Linked DNA regions of Sus scrofa: region 2 is linked to region 1. Evidence: chromatin contacts called from public Hi-C data. All regions are on one chromosome and are shown on one strand. The core of a region is the stretch at or near the end of the contact, and the rest is flanking DNA. Distances in the headings are between cores, read along the strand shown.

Region 1 (5,209 bases), core at 1,870-4,369:
AGTGTCCTCGCAGAAGTCACTATTCAGGTGATCCCTCATCACCCTCTGGGGCAGGTGGGAACAGGAGTCCTCACCTCCGTGGGGCCTAATCCCGCCTCTGCTGGGCCCCAGCAAGACCTCAGCAGGATGGGCTGACTAGGGCAGCCAGAACATGGTTGGGCCCCCTTGCTCCTACCCAGGAGATGGTCCTCACATCCAGGTGACCTGCTGCCCTGGAGCCAGTTCAGAGCCCCTCAAACCTGCCTCCCCTGTCCCAGGATCTCAGCCTCAGCTTAGCCCGACTATGGGGCCAGCTTCAGCCATCCAGCAACCCAGCAAGGTCTTCTCAGGATCCAGCTATGTGGTAGGCCCCACACCAGGGACCAGGGCATTGTGGAAAGCCACAGCAGACCCATTCCCGGCCCCAGGAAGCAGCCAGTGTTTGGGGACATGGCTGTGGATCAAAGAGCTGTGCAGTGAATGCACAGTGGCCTGAGGACAGGGCACCACAAGGTGCCATGTGAGGCCCATGACAGCAGGGGTGGGGGTGGGGAAGGCTGGCTGGTCTGAGGGATAGGGAGTGCTGCCCAGATGCAAGCCTGAGACCTGAAGGGAGAGGAGGGGTCCCTGCCCCAACCCAAAGTCCTTCGCAGCCCGGGCTCAGCTTGGCACACGCTGGTCTCCTGCCACACAACTCCTCAGCCTGTGCCACCCTCCAGGAATGCCCCTCTTTTTTCCACGTGGAAAACACCCACCAACTCTCCAGCCAGCTCAAAACACCCCCTGCCCCTTCCCTCTCCTGACACCTTGGGAGCCTCTGCTAGAGCCACATTCATACCCCAAAGAAATCATCTGTTTACATATCTGCCTCCCTGAGGCAGAGGGCGGGGTGAGGCTGGCTCAACCCTGGGCCCCTGACAGGGTTCACATGGGGCCTGGAGGCAGAGTGGTGAGAGATGCGGGAGCCCCGGGCCTGCACTCAATTCTGGATGGGACCTTCCCTCTCTGTGTGACTTGGGACAAGTGACTTCTCAGCCTGGCCACCCCTGCTGTGAACCGAGGGCCACAACAGGGACCCCTTCCAGGGTTGTTCTGTGTCTCAGTAAGACAACACAGGGAGAGAGCTCTGCACAGAGCTCCCTTGAGGGCAGCTGTTAGCATCAATCTGTGCTGAATAAATGAATGAAGACAGGGTATGGCCAGTACTTCCTGTCAGCTAAGCAGGAAAATAAGGTCTTGGAAACGGGGAGAAATCCTCACTCAGCCAGACAAATCCTAGCTACAGTTGGGTCCAGAAGCTATCATCCACTGCCTCAGCAAACACTCACTGATTATCTGTGTGCCAGTCCCTGTGTAGGCAGCCTGCCAGTGACCCAACCAAAGCAAGACGAGGAAAAGAAATGGTGTGCAGAGAGAGGAGAGACATGGGGGATTCTGAGATGTTCACAGGAGAAGGTGCATTCCAGGCAGAAGAAGTAATGAGTGCAAAGGCCCTGGGATGGCAGGGACTTGGAGCGTGAAAATGTGAAAACAAGGCCACTGTGGCTGAAGCTCAAGGGGGTGGGGGGTAAAAAGATGAGGTCACAGAGATGGGCAGGGACCTTGGAGACTGAGGGGGAGCTGGGGTTTCATTGGGGTTACAACAGGAAACCCCTGGAGTGTTTTGTAAGCTAGAAAGTGGTATAATCTGACTGACATCTTTAAAAACTCCCTCTGGTTCTGGACTGCCAGTGGGGCTGGATGGAGAGAAGGAGACCAGGGAGGAGGCTGCAGCAGGTGTTCAGGTGAGAGGTAGAGGTGCCTGGACCAGGGTGGGGAGCCAAGGACAAAATTAGAATTCATTCTGGAGGCAGAGCCAACAAAACCCACTATGGTCTGGGCGTGGGCAATGAGGCTGCAGCAAGGAATCAAGGACAACACCCAGGCTTGGGGATCCACGTGCTAGGAATGCACTTATCAGTTTCCTATACCCTTTGTGACAAGAAGTCTTCTTTTGCCCATCCCCCACCACACCCCAAGGACTGTGGCTTGTGGGCTGGGACCCTGAGTCCAGGACCAATGGGATTTGACTTGCCCTGACAAAAGCTTTCATTACCCCTGTCAGCCCTGAAGATGTCAAGTAGTGTGGGGAACGGAGGGGGCTTCAACCCAACTCTGAGGCTGTGTCACACTTCACAGGTGGAGACAGGAAACCCCAAAGAACCATCAGACCCAAATCCCAGGATGAGTGAGCGGCCCAGGGGGGATTTTAACCTCCCAACCACGAGCTGGCATTAACCCAACTTCAAGATGAGGAGACAGCTGAGAGGGGATGTCAACATCCCTGAGTAACCCAGCTCATCTGTTGAGCGTTCACCATCCCAAGCTCTTTAAGACGTCAGTTCCCTAAATTATCGCAATCGTATGAGGTCTGAACTATTGCTACCCCCATTTAACAGAGGTAGGGCCTGGTGATTGGAGAGACGAAGTTACTCCCTCTTAGAGCTGGTCAGGGCAGAAATCTGGAGGTGGGGTCGGGGGACTGGGGCAGTTTGCGATGTCGCACTTCCTTTGGCGACAAAGCCCCGCACGTCAAGGCATCAAGCCCCTTCCCCGCCCCGACGCTCAGGCCGGCCTCCTAAGCCCTCTCAAACTGGAAAAGCCCAGGCCTACCGCGCGGAGAACGGGACCTGAGATGGGGGTCTTGGGGGACCCCATACCCACCCCTAGGCTATTTCCGGGGGGACCGCGACCCGGAAATGAATGACTTGTCAGGGCCTGAAAGCTTAGGTGGGTCAGGGGTCGGAGATGGAGCCAGGGCGAGGTCAGCAGGAAGCTCGCAGCAGGGGTCTAGGGGTCGAAGGGCACGGGTCAAAGGGAGGGGCGGGCCGGGCTAGAGGGGGCCAGGCAGGACGGTGAGGGGCCAGGGGGATTACTGGGGGTGGGTGGGCCCGCGGCGCCATTTTGTCAAGAGAAGGGGGGAGTACGGCCCCGGCAGCCACCCTCACCATCTTCTGTTTCCTCCGTCGCCTCCTCAGCCACCGTCTCTGCTGCCGCCGCCGCCACCACAGCCGCCTTCTTAGCCGCCGCCGCACAGTAACTTCCAGCCACCGCACAGCCCACACTGATGGTGTGGCCGCCCGTCCGTCATTGGTCCGCCCTCTAGCCCCGCCTCTAGGCTATAAGGTCTTTGCGCGCTCCCATTGGCCTGATCTAACTAAGTCACGCGCCCATTGGACGTCACGCCTCCTCCCTTCGTGGTCAAGTTCGGTTGAGGGAGCAAAACCCCGCCCGGGAATTGCAAGAGAGGGGCAGCGAACTCCGGAAGTGGGCGGAGGCTGCCCCCAAAGCCTCTTGGAATTTGTAGTCTGCGGCACCTGGAGGTCCCGGAGGTGGGGACCCACCATGACACTCTCAGCCTCCTCCCCAGGGTCCCAATCTTAGGTTTCAGCATATCTAAGCTATTCCACACTAGCTGCTTGAATTATCTTTGAACTGACAACCCAGACTCTTCTTCGAACACTTCCCGTGACTCCTCATTACCCCAAGGGTTCAGTCCCACCTCCTCGGCCCCATATCCTGGGCCCCTCCAGCCAAATTCGTCCACCTTTTATGCTGACCCCTCTCTAGTCCCTCCTTCCTTCGGCCCTCCCACACCCTGCCATCTCTTCCTGGAAGCCTTCCCTGTGTTCTTCCCAATGCCAAGTCGGGTGCTTCCTCATGGCCCCATAGCCCTCACCACCCTCTTACCAGCCCTGACTCCACTATGTCCAAACTGCCTGCGTACGAATCTACCTCCCAACTCCTCACCAGCCTGACAGCCTGGACAGAACAAGGATTTATTGAGGAAGTACTCCTCAGGTTACTAAGGGGAAGTTAGTATTATTACTCCAGCAACAACACAGCAAGGGAGAAACGAGCACCTGATTTTGTAGAAGCCAGATAAGCCTCAGAGAGTTAAGGTCTTGCTCAAAGTCACATAGCCCATCCCCAAGGGGCAGGTGGTTGGGTTCATATCCCTCCCAACTCTCCACAAGCCTTCCTAGAACCGTGGGAATCACGACATTTTACAACACAAGTGAAAATGTGAACATTTATTAGACTTTCAATGACTAAAAGAACTGATAACTTTTTTTCAGCTGTGAAAAGTTTTGTGAATATGTATTAAAGAGCCCTTATCTTGAAGAGGTGCCTTCTGAAATATTTACAGAATAATCTGACGCCTGAGATTTGCATCTCAGGAGGGGGCAGGATGGGTTGTGGGTAATTGGTCACTAGACTGTTGCGTTAAGTTCGAAATTCTTCCTAATTCAAAAGCGTAAAAAAGCACCGGGCAAGGTCTGACTTCCACTCCTTTTTCCAGTATAATACCAGATTTCTTCCCCTGGGCCAATGTGAGGGATATTCATGTCCGTCCGAATCCCAGTCGTCCTGCTCTCCAGCTCTCCACAAAAACAGCCACAGGCTAAGCGAGGGAAATGATTTAATGAGGGGTCCAGGCGGCAGCGTCGCCCTTCTCAATGGCTCAATGATTTTCGGCCCTTGTGCATGCGACGAAGAATGACTTGGACCCCGGTTGGCGTTCTCAAGCGCCGGACCCAACCATGCTTGTGCTTGCGTTTGATGTTACTCGGCTGATACTCGTTCCCGCGCGCCTTGCCCCGGGTCTGCTGCATGGCGGGGAGTCCCCATGTATCCGGGAACCCCAGCCAGGCCTGGGGCTGGAGCCACCTGCCCGGTCAGAGAAAAAGCGAGAAAGGTCAGAAAAGATTGCTGTGTGACTGCTGCGTGGCGCTCAACCTCGAGTTCGCAAGGCATTGGAAGGAAGGTCATGTCGTTGGTAAATAGCTGGGGTCAGCCCCTCGACTCCGCTCTTACTCCCAGATTTGGGAAGGGGACCCACTGAGGACTCACCTGCCACCTACTAGCGCCGCTGACCTACTGACGGGGTCCAAGAGGCGACCCACGGATCTAGCCAAGAAAGCCATGTCCAGCCGCCGGCACTCCGTCCAGTGGCAGCTATTCCGAAACCCGTAGGTTCCGCAGCTGCGAACGAGGACTTCTGGGAGTTGTAGTTTTTCCTACAGCGGAGCCTTCCTTGCCGCGGGGGCCTCCCGGAATTGTAGTTCTACGTCTGCGCGCCCACACCTTAGGCGTGAGCGTCCTTGCACACAGGCGCATGTAATTTTTCAGATGGACCAGCAGGTGGCAGGAGAACGGCGCCTCCTCAGCAGACGCTTGCGTACAGAGC
Region 2 (4,941 bases), core at 743-3,242, 690 kb after region 1:
GGCTCGGATTCGACCCCTAGCCTGGGGAATCTCCATATGCCACAGAAGCGGCCCTAGAAAAGGCAAAAAGACAAAAAAAAAAACCATACATTTTTGGTTCACAGATCCTGTTAATGATAAATGCTATGTTTCTTCAACTCACGAGAATATACATTATGTACAATGTTGTGCTAGCTCTAAAGGCCATTTATGGTGGATCACAGGTTAAAGCTTCTCGATATTACAGATCTTTACTGGCATAGGAAAAAAAATCACACTATGCAGATTACTGAGAACGTTCACTTGATATTCACTCTGCCTGGACACTTCACATAGTTACTGAGTGGGATGTCAGTGCAAACCTCACCTCCTAAAGGCCTTCTCAGACAACCCTATCAAGGTAGGCACTGCCCTCCCACCTTATGATCTCAGCACCCTTCTGTTGTCCTTAATAATACTTATGTACTGACACATTTGACTACTGATTTATGGGTCTCTGCCTACCCAGACTGTGGGCTTCTGAAAGCAGAGCTTAGGTTTGAATTGTTTCATCCACAAGCTACATACATCTAGCCTGCCTTTTTGTGAACCAAGAATGGTCTTTGCAGGTGACATTTAGAATCAGTTAATGACAGGAAAGAGTGACTTGGAATCCCCCAAAAGCTTTCCATTCAGACCTGTATTTGTAACACTCTATTTATAAATTCTACCACTAAAAAGTGTTATGCACATTTTTCTCTTTGGTTATATAAGCACCAAGCACCTACATAATATCCTTGATTTTGGCTCTTGGCCAAACACCTACATAATATCCTTGATTTTGGGTCTTGGCCAGCAAAAATATTTGCTATCTGGCCCTTTATAGAAAAAGTTTGCCAGCCTCTAGTCTAAGAATACTATTTGGGATACAGGAGACAATCTATAACGTCAGATGGAGAAACTAAGTAACAATTTAAAAAATGTATCTAAAACACCCCAACACCGTTTTCAGAGTAGGGAGGTACCGCCAACTAAGTGTTAATGTTAACAATGGTAATCCCAAAAGCGTTCAGATTGCGAGGGAAGTCACAAGTCTACGTTTCTTTAACGTTTGCTGTTCCTTGCTATCTTTCCCCGCAATTAGCAAGCGTTAACTTTACCATCGTTTTATTTCACTTTTTTTGGCCGCCCCGGGGCATATGGGCCCGGGGATCAAATCTGAACTGCAGTTGTGACCTACGCTGCAGCTGGGGCAACTAAGCCGGATTCTTTCACCCACTGAGCCCGGCCGGGGAATCCAATCTGTGTCTTGGCGCTGCAGATCCCGTTTCGCCACAGTGGGAACTCCTCAAAGTTTCATAAGTAACATAACTGCGTATTTCAAGGTGCATCTTTCTGACCGCGCAGCCTAGAAGGCCCGGCACCCGCTTGAATGACTACACAGAAGCCACGCGAGCTCTGAAAGGCTTCTGAAAACGGAGGGAGTAGAGGTGGAGGTGTCCCCTCGCCCTAAGTCTTCTTTATCAAAGAGTTGGATTAAAGAAAAGAAGCACAGCAGGAGAAACTTTTGAACCTCGATAAGCCCTGTTCCATCCCCGCCACGCCTGTAGCCTCCCAGTTCTACTTTTACATCCGGACGAGCCCGGGAGGATGTGACCGGCGCCGCAGCCCAGGCGCCTCCTGGACGCACCTCACCTCGTATTTTCCGCACCGCCGCCTCGCTGGGAGAAAATAGGGCACTGACTAGCGCAGTAACTCCCCAGGGCCCCTAGTCCTACGGAAGAATCTACTGCCCAAGTCCTCGCATTGCAACACGTAACGTGGGAAAACGCCCCAAGAGCAGCTAACGGCCGCCTGCACCGTTCCAGCCGTTCCCTCGCGTCGCGCTACAGAAGTCCATTCCGCACATGCGCGGGAAAGCCCCTGCGCGTGCGTGGTGCTCGCCCCTCCGTGCGTTCGGCCCCTCGCGGCTTCTTCCCGCCTGCCTCGTTTCCTCACTTCCGGGGTTTCCTGGCGACGGCCGTAAGTGGCGGGCGGAAGCAGCGCGCGAAGCCAGTCGTAAAAGGCTCCCTCGCGCCACTTCCGGCCGGCTTCCGCAGACGGCCCTGGTGGGCGATCGTGAGGCGCCGGAGGACGTTCCCCGCGGCTGGAGCCATGGAGATGCCGCTGCCGCCTGATGGTGAGGCCCAGCCTGGGCTCGAAGGCTGTTTCTCTCTCCCCGGAATCCCCTGTTGGCCTACCTCGCCTCCCGGGGTCCCCGGGCCTAGGAGGGGGCGGGGCTCGGCCTCCGGGGTCCGCCTGCGGCCTCTCCCGCGGGTTCCCGCATTCTCGGCGCGCTTCTGGCCCCTATCGGGACCCGTACAAAGGCGGCCTTTCCCGGACCCACCCCTAGGGACCCCCGGCCCAGCAGACGCGGGCTGGGACGACAGGGCCCCCGAATTTGGGCGGTTCTCGCTGACGCCCCGCGTGGCCTTTTCTCCGTCCTCCAGACCAGGAGCTCCGAAATGTCATCGACAAGCTGGCCCAGTTCGTGGCTCGGAATGGGCCCGAATTTGAAAAGATGACGATGGAGAAGCAGAAGGACAACCCAAAATTTTCGTTTCTGTTCGGAGGAGAGTTCTACAGTTACTATAAGTGCAAGTTGGCGCTGGAGCAGCAGCAGCGTGAGTTCTCTTGCTCTCCGGCCGTCCTCTCCAGCGATTCCTTTCTGATTCCATTTCGGGCTCTGCCACAGACCGCCTTTTTTTAAATCGCTTGTTCTTCTGGGAATATGGATTAGCTCGGTCTTCACGGTCCCATTCGCTGTTCCCGGGGCTCTGCACCCGTGCGGCAGCTGGGTCCCAGTGTAATGGAGAACGGGGTTATCGATCCTTTTGCTGGGCTCCAGATCAGGGTTTACTCTTGTTTTGCAAACGTGATGACTGAGGTCAGGAAGGTAGTGACTACTTCAGCGGTTTCCAGGGAGGAAGTAGTAGAAGCCAGATTGGGTGAGACCCTTGGGGCAAATACTGTCCAGCGAGGTTTTTGTGCATTTTAAGATGGTTGTAGCCTAGATCAAAAATGAGTTGTTTCGTGGGTATTAGTTCTTGGTATCAAAATTCCAACCCTCTTCTAAAAGAGCTTAAGATGGGGTTGGTTAACACAGTTGGTCTCTGAATAACAGATAATCACCAGGTAGTAAAGATCCCTGAACCCACATCTGCCCTGTTCAGTAGTGAATCCTTAGCTTCCAGATATGTTGTGTTCTAGATTGCCAAGTAGATGGACATTGAAAGGTGGATGCTCCCTGAACTACAAGTTCCCCACGGCCAACCGGGCCTTGTTTGGCATTGTTGTGCCTAATAGGTAGCACGTAGTAGGTGTTCAATAAAGAGTTCATAGGACACAGCAAAGGTTCAATGGCTTGAACAAGCACAGTGTGTTTTGAGAGCGGAAAGAAACCTCAGTCATCACGTTTGCAAACACAGTGTGTTGTGAGCAGCCCAGCATGGCTGGAGTTTTGATGTGTGTCGACAGGGTCGGGTTTGATCTGGAGTGGTAAATGCCAGGGAAAAGCTTGGGTTTTCTTCTTTAGTCTGGTGTTCTTCTGGTGCCTGTGTATGTTTGAGATGAGGGTGGAGGAGGTCTGTTGCCTGAAAATGTTGGGTTTTGGGTGACTTGTATGGAGGACAGATTGGAGGGAGCATTGAGTGGAGTCTAGGACCAGTTTGGTGGTAAAATCTGAATTAAGTTGGCAGGTCGAGTAGAGAATGTGGGCCTGGGGACAGTTGGGGTTAAAGGGAAGGGCCAGTTGGATATTGAAGCAGGTGGCATAATTGGGCAGGGGAGGACAGTGTTTTGGCTCCGGTTCCTGTGAGGTGAGAGATGCTTTCCCTGCAAGGGGAGCCTATTCCCATCCTGGAAGGTCAGAAATCAGGACCTTCTTGGGACGTGGTGCTATAATGGGGGTTGGGATGCTTCTGGAAGGGAATGGGGCTCAGAAAGTGTTTTATGTAGGTAACTGTTGCCATTAAAGTTCAAGTCATTTAGCTGATGGGAACTGACGAGACAAGTGTGTTCAGGCTGAGGAACACGCCTGAGGAGGGGTTGGGGAGAGAGGGGACAAGAGCTCAGGGTGCCTGGAGCCCAGAGAAGGAGGGATTCTTGGGGTGGCCAGAAGGGAGGGTGCAGAGCAGGTAGGGCTGGTTTGCCAAGGATTCAGGAATTCTGGAGGCTTTTGGGGAGCTCTTGAAGGGTTTCAAGACTATGTTCTGGAGCAGGGTTAGCCACTGTGTAGCCCGCCCTTCACCCTGGTAGTCTGAGAAGATTGAGACCCTTGACTGCTCTAGCATGTTGCCCCACAGACTGTGGTAACGGACTGGTTTTTGTTTTTAACAATTTGCTGTGAAAAGTACAGTTTTGCACAGTAGAAACATGAACCATGAAATATCAAATTGCTTTAAAAGTGCCAAAACGCTCTCTTGGCATTTCTGTGCTTGTTTATAGTCTCGGTATCACCTGGGGTGCCTTTTGGACCACACTTGAGCAACGGTACTACAGCTGTGAGTGGGGGGGACAGGAGTGGACACAGCACAGGAAACCAGTTCCCAGGGTGATACAGGTGACAGCAGAGTTATGGTGGTGATGGCAGAGACATGGACAGGTTGGCATGTGATCTAGGGGAGTACCTTGACTACAGTTTAGTATGAGCTGCAAGGAAGAGAGGTGTCTAGACTTTCTTGGCTTCTGGCTTGAGTATATGGACGTAGCTGTGCCAGCCACAGGTCAGGAGGGGGACTTTGGAAGGGGTAGGGCACAGGGTGAGGGGAAAGTGATGCCTATAGAGAGCAGTGGGCTGTTTGGTCTGTAATGAGACCCAAAGCTTGAGGAACCCAGGATGACAGTGATAGTTTATGGGGTAGTAGGGTGCAGACTGTAACTGCAGCCCCAGGAGTATATCATGTTTCCCTGGGGGCTTACTTGGAAAAGAGGACTTAGTTCACA

Evidence for each region. Hi-C and Micro-C count contacts between places; a contact is called where the count stands out from the background.
Region 2: a contact with region 1 is called in a Hi-C map of liver, with 6 times the contacts expected there. The contact joins the promoter of CHERP here to the promoter of DDA1 in region 1. A contact is called at or near these places in 1 of 5 promoter capture datasets (liver) and 2 of 47 Hi-C or Micro-C datasets (heart right ventricle and liver).

Annotation. Positions count from the first base shown.
Region 1 is chr2:60,373,867-60,379,075 of Sscrofa11.1, forward strand. DDA1 (DET1- and DDB1-associated protein 1) reads right to left here and starts at 3,120. Exons shown (of 5, transcript XM_021083567.1): 1 at 2,967-3,120. The coding sequence starts at 2,969. MRPL34 (39S ribosomal protein L34, mitochondrial) reads right to left here and starts at 5,101. Exons shown (of 2, transcript XM_021083568.1): 1 at 4,873-5,101; 2 at 4,038-4,689. The coding sequence starts at 4,946. The coding sequence ends at 4,476.
Region 2 is chr2:61,060,968-61,065,908 of Sscrofa11.1, forward strand. It overlaps CHERP (calcium homeostasis endoplasmic reticulum protein), which reads left to right and starts at 1,993. Exons shown (of 17, transcript XM_021083582.1): 1 at 1,993-2,137; 2 at 2,448-2,621. The coding sequence starts at 2,113.